2 separate regions of the Mus musculus genome follow, and region 2 is linked to region 1. A link is a contact called in public promoter capture Hi-C data. All regions are on one chromosome and are shown on one strand. Each heading gives the region's core, a stretch centred on a gene start, on an enhancer-like site or on the middle of the called end of the contact. The rest is flanking DNA. Distances are from core to core; before and after follow the strand shown.

The links. Capture Hi-C pulls out chosen DNA fragments and counts their contacts.
Region 2: a contact with region 1 is called in a promoter capture Hi-C map of adipose tissue. The contact joins two enhancer-like sites. A contact is called at or near these places in 1 of 115 datasets of contacts at active chromatin or transcription factors (epiblast stem cells) and 2 of 9 other capture datasets (adipose tissue and pancreatic islet).

What each region holds. Positions count from the first base shown.
Region 1 is chr13:81,400,583-81,403,356 of GRCm38.p6, reverse strand. The region is part of intron 77 of Adgrv1 (adhesion G protein-coupled receptor V1); the gene reads left to right. Among named protein-coding and RNA genes, the nearest start is that of Adgrv1, 230 kb to the left of the region's middle. Within about 2 kb of position 1,371, at least 57 of the 459 cell types and tissues checked have an H3K27ac peak or open chromatin away from gene starts, as enhancers often do. A contact at or near this core is called in adipose tissue, where this site is marked.
Region 2 is chr13:81,792,586-81,795,407 of GRCm38.p6, reverse strand. The region is part of intron 4 of Cetn3 (centrin 3); the gene reads right to left. Among named protein-coding and RNA genes, the nearest start is that of Cetn3, 11 kb to the right of the region's middle. Within about 2 kb of position 1,442, at least 65 of the 459 cell types and tissues checked have an H3K27ac peak or open chromatin away from gene starts, as enhancers often do. A contact at or near this core is called in adipose tissue, where this site is marked.

The DNA of each region.
Region 1 (2,774 bases), core at 122-2,621:
ATGTGTGTAATGCAAAGATCAGGACACCCCATGCAGGTGTGTATTCTGTAGTGCAAAGGGAAGGGAAGGGAAAGATAAGCAAGTTAGAAAGCTTTTAGATGAAAATCTTTTGTATTCTCTGGTCAAACATGCCAGAAAAATTTTACCCAACTTTATCCATATCAGCTGGGGGGGGGGGGTTAAGGATGGGGGCTTGGGATGGGAGAGAGGGAGTGAGAGAAAGAGAGAGAGAGGGAATATAGATTTGTAACCTTTGCGGGAACCTTGGTCTCTGCATGCCATGTCAGAGGACCGGGCTGAGAGTTGGGACTTTGCCCACTGAAAACAGTTAAAGGTGCCCAGCATTGGCACAGTGTCAGCGGAGAACACTGGATGGCAATGGACAGGTTCTCAGAGGAGAGATCTGTGGAGGTGAGATTACTGACAAGGTCTCACTCCACCTAATGATAAAGAAGGCTCTCCTTCCTTCTACTTCAGAAACCAGTTAGGAAAACTGCACTTTCCCTGTCAGGAGGAATATTTCCCTTTTTTGCTCATAGCAGTGTCAAAATGAGCTAATAATAAATAAGAAACAAACAAACAAACAAACAAATAATAACCCGAGTCTCCTGAGGTAAGATACAACATGTACCAGTCAACACAGATCTGTCTCATCAGAGCATGGAACGATCTCAAGTGGAATGGAAAACAGTAATAAGTAGATGTCAGCAATAAGATGAGCCAAATATGAGAAATACTCAGTAAGATTTTAACACAGCTGCACAACATGCTTTAATCAGCAGTTAAACAAGTGAAAGAAATTGTCTAAATAAGGAAAGAAGAACTCTTAGGCAGTAAATAGAGGACATGAAGAGTAGCAAAGGAGGTTTTTACATGTAGATAAACAATAACGAAAGTGGCCTAGACAATCTCAGGGACAGAACAAAGAGAAAGGAAAGAACTATCTTGTAGATAGAATGACAGTTGGTCCTCTGTTTGAACAACGGCAGCAGAGAGATTGAGAAAACTTAATGAAGCATGGCTTAGGGACCTACAAAGCTGCAACAGCAAAAATTAACATTATGACTCTAGAGTCCTGAAAGAAAGAAGAAAGAGATAGGGATTGAAAAAAAAACATTTGAAAGAATAGAGATGGAAATGTTTTCAATTTCATAAAGGTTATTAGAATATATGTTGAAGAAACTAAAAAAAAAAATCCACAGGCAAAATAAATAAGAAAAAGAAAATCCTTCATTGAGGTGCTGTAATCATCTTGTTGTGACAGAACACCAGACAAAGGCTACTTCAGGAGGGAGAGGGTTGTGTTGGCTGGCAGTTTAAGGGTGTGGTCCATCACAGCAATGAAGCAAAGGAGGTTCAGGCAGTCTCACACTGTGTCCATGGTCAGGAAGCAGAGAGAGATGAGTCAGATGCACACAGGCAGTCTCACACTGTGTCCATGGTCAGGAAGCAGAGAGAGATGAGTCAGATGCACACCCAGCTTTCTACTTTCATTTAATCCAGATTTCAGAGCCTAGATTGTCACTGTGTACACTCAGGGTGAGTTAACCTCTGCTAACATAATCTAAGTGATCCCGTATAGGTCTTCTCAGGCCTGACTCTTCAGTGGCTCTAGCTCCTGTGAGGCTGATGATATTAACAGTAACAGTATATAATAATCAAACTATAAAAATGAGAAGAAAATACTGAAGTGAAGTGTTGGAGCCCAACTATAAATTGTAGATTTCAAATGGTAGAAATGTTATTTCACCTGTAGAAAAAACATCCCTCCACAATGAAAAAGAAATTAAGGCATTAGAAAAGTAATACTTTCATATCAATATGCTCACAGTGAAAGAACACCATGACAGAATATCCTGTCTGTCAAATGCAGTGATAAGAAGAATGGGTTTATGATCATGGAAGGAAGAATACAGTAAGCAAAACCAGAGTGGTACATGAAGACATTGCACTAGAGGACATATCTGTATAAGATGTTCAGTGTGCCACAGAGATTTTTATCTGAATCTTCCAGAATGGCTGTCATAAAATCAGTGACAATACCTAATACTGGCAAGAATTCAGAGACTGGCTAATTAGTTTATTGCTGGTGGCTATGTAAAATGATATAACCATCTGAAAGATGTTAGTTTCTTAAATAACTACACATGAATTATGCAGGTCCATGCAATTACTGTCTTGGCCATTTATTTCAATGAAAACTTGTTACACAGAAATCTCTACATGAATGTTTGTGGTAGCTTATTATAATAAAACTGTCCATCAGTTGGCAAAAGGCTAAATGAGCTGTGAACTCCTACTAAGTGTGGTAAGGAACAAGCCATCGAGACACATCAGCCAGTGTAATCTCCTAATGATCATGTCAAAAAAAAAATCTCCAAAATTGTAGGGTGAAAGATTCCATTCACATATGAAAGTCACAACATCATAAAAATGCAGAACTTAATCGTCATTTAGAACAATGAGGGACTGTCAGGCAGGAAACTGAGTGATCATGAAAGTTACTGTAAAGGATTCTTAAGAAATGAAAATTGTTTGTGACCCTGTCAGTGTTAATATCATTTTGCAAGGTGTTGACAATAAGGGATCTTGAGTAGAAAATATAGGAAATAATACTGTTTTGCTTTTTAGTTCAATATAAGAAGACACACCTAGAATCAAAAGGGACAGTTTAAAATCAGAAACCATAGCAGAAGGGTCTAGGATACTAGGAGAACATGGCCCACAGAATCAACTCAGCAAGGCTCATAGAGACTTACAGAGACCCAAGAAGC
Region 2 (2,822 bases), core at 193-2,692, 390 kb before region 1:
CCAGCACTACAGAGGTACTGTATAATGCATCAAAACATGCAGGGCTGCTATTCTACAGTACATTTGAATCAAACAGAGGTGAATAAATGTCACTATAAAATTGTTGCTAACTGAATGAAACAATGGATCATAAAGCTGAAAGACCTCATTCTCAGGTACTGGATGCTAAAATATTAAAGAGTCACGTTCTTAATATGTGGGTAAGGTTACTTTCATGCTAAAGCTACCTTGAGGATGGTTTAGAAAATGTTCACTTATGGCATATATGTCAAGAATTCATCTAATAAAGTAACCCCAGAGCTGGTGCAATAATTGTGCTCAGTTTGAAATGGAGAATAAATGGACAGAACTTACAGTAATATATTATAAAATATGGATCAAAAAGTATTGGAAAACACTACTAAAGACAACTCATGACTTGGATTGTCAATTAAAAGTATGGCATTTAGAAAGAAGGGAAGGCAAGGTGGGGAATGCCATCCCAGACACAGGAAGAGGAAACACACCTAGAAAGGTAAACCGTGAGCTAAGGCCAGTGAGAAGTCTAAGTCAAAGCAGGCCGACTTCCATCAGCTCCTGCTCAGTCTGAAACATTTACAAGGTCCTCTGAGAGACACGGAAGAGACAGGACACAAAGCAACTCATGAACCTGAGAAATGAAGAGTTGTGACCTCTTCGGTTAAATACCACATCTAAAGAGCTTATGAGAATACGACCTGTTTGTCTCCCAACTAAGAATTCAAATAGATAAGAATCCTAAGCCAGTGTGGAGCTTCATCTAAAAACACAATTGAAGCAATCTACACTGAGGCTTCTAGGCCAAACCAGAAAGTATTATTTTCTTAGGAAAGCAATAAAAGGAGCTTCAAAGTGATTTGGTTATAAATCATTTAATACTGTAACAGAGCTATGACTAAAAACTAAGTACTTTAGTTTTATTCAAGATTTTGCTTTTTTTAAAATATAAAATTTCAATAATCAAACTTCAAATTCAGCTTCAAAAAGTTGTAGAAGTCACAAATAGCTGTTTTATGTTATTTATATATACTTTAACATATGATAGTATTACAAAAATATTTTAATCTATTTCATGATTTAATATCCAAAAGCATAACAGTTAAGTCTAAAACAGTAAAGAACAAAGGAACTAAAGGAACCAAACTAGCCACTTGACTACTAGGGAGGTGACAAGAAAGCCAGGCTTTCTAACTTCACCAACCATCTTTCTGACAACAGCATAACACCTGGCTTAAAGATAAGTATCTGAGTGGCCAAGAAGATGGCTCAGCCAAAAAGCATTCACCACATAAGCCTGGTGACCAGAATTCAACCCCCAGGACCCAGATAAAAACCTGAGAGATAGTGCAGTGCACTTCTGTGATCTCAGCACTCCTACAGAGAGAAGGGAGAATCTTAGCAGGCATGCTAGCCAGAAGTATGCAACCCGGAAACAGAAACAGGAAGTCACTCCCTCAACAAGGAAGAAGGTGAGAAATGACTCTCAAACACACACAGACACAAACACAGACAGACAGACACACACACACACACACACACAATCTATATAAAGTTTGAGTACCTGAGAAGCTACATGGCTTCAAAAGAAAAATAAAAAAACAAAGTTTAGCATCAGAAGTACTAGTCAATAAATTAATACACTGCTTCCCATCGCAGTTAACATCTTACTGTAGTATCTCAAACAATACAGAATGCCCTTTTCACTGTGGAGAACTGAGTCTGAGCTCTGCTGCTATCATGGACTAGCTCTGTGATAATCTACTATACACGCATCTCTCTTATGTGCATACAGCTACAGTACTCTATCCACTTTACAGAAGCTATTATGAAAATTGAGTAACATAAAAGATTCCAACCATCATTATCATTATTTAAAAAGTGGTCTGCTATAGCTTCTTAAATGTTACTTTCATTTTTATAAAAGCACATAGTGTACTTTGTTTTATATTATTTATATTTATTTTGAGAGACTGTGGTATTAATCTTCTTTATCTTCAGATATACCTACATATTTATGTCTATTTTGTAGTATACATTATTTGCCTTCATATCCACATTTGCAGTCTTTATTTCATTAAACCCATAATATTGAAAAAATAGTTATTCTTAAAAATTGGATACCATTAAACATTTATAAAAGCAAATGAATTACTAAATGTCACAAAATGGCAAAAAAATATTTTTATCTTCATCAGTTTAAAATATAAAAAAAAAAGTACAAAACTTGGTTTGCAACCAAGAGGATCCATATTAAACATACTAAAATATGAAGGTAGTTTGCTCTTCTAAATGTCATGAGCCCTTAATGGCACCCTCATCAGCTGCCATACACCACTAAGGAGGCTTTTGAGAAAAAGATGGTGTTTCCAAAGTTCTCGCTGGAGAAAGTGAGAAGCACTTCAACAGACAAGTGGGCTCTCTGCTCCCTAAGAGAAGAAAGCAGCAAAGCCACCGTCATCAGGATATAGATGTTCAGTACATAACAGTTAAAGCAAGAATGAAGAATGCAGCATAAATAGACCTCAGTACTAAGTGTGTGCTTTACTCTGCAGGTAGTGAAGATTCACTCTTCAGTGTCTGAGCACAGAAATGACGACACTACAACCCACATTTAGGAAAAGAATATTATCGACAGAATGAAAAGGAGATGAAGGCTAATAAGCCCAGAGGGCAATGGGAAGGCTGTGAGAGACACCAGCATATATTTGCCGGACAGGTGGTACACAACGCTGCACCTCACAGGCAGCCTGGGAAAGAACATTGTGACATTTTAAATATAACTCAGGAACTGAAACAGAGCAGCA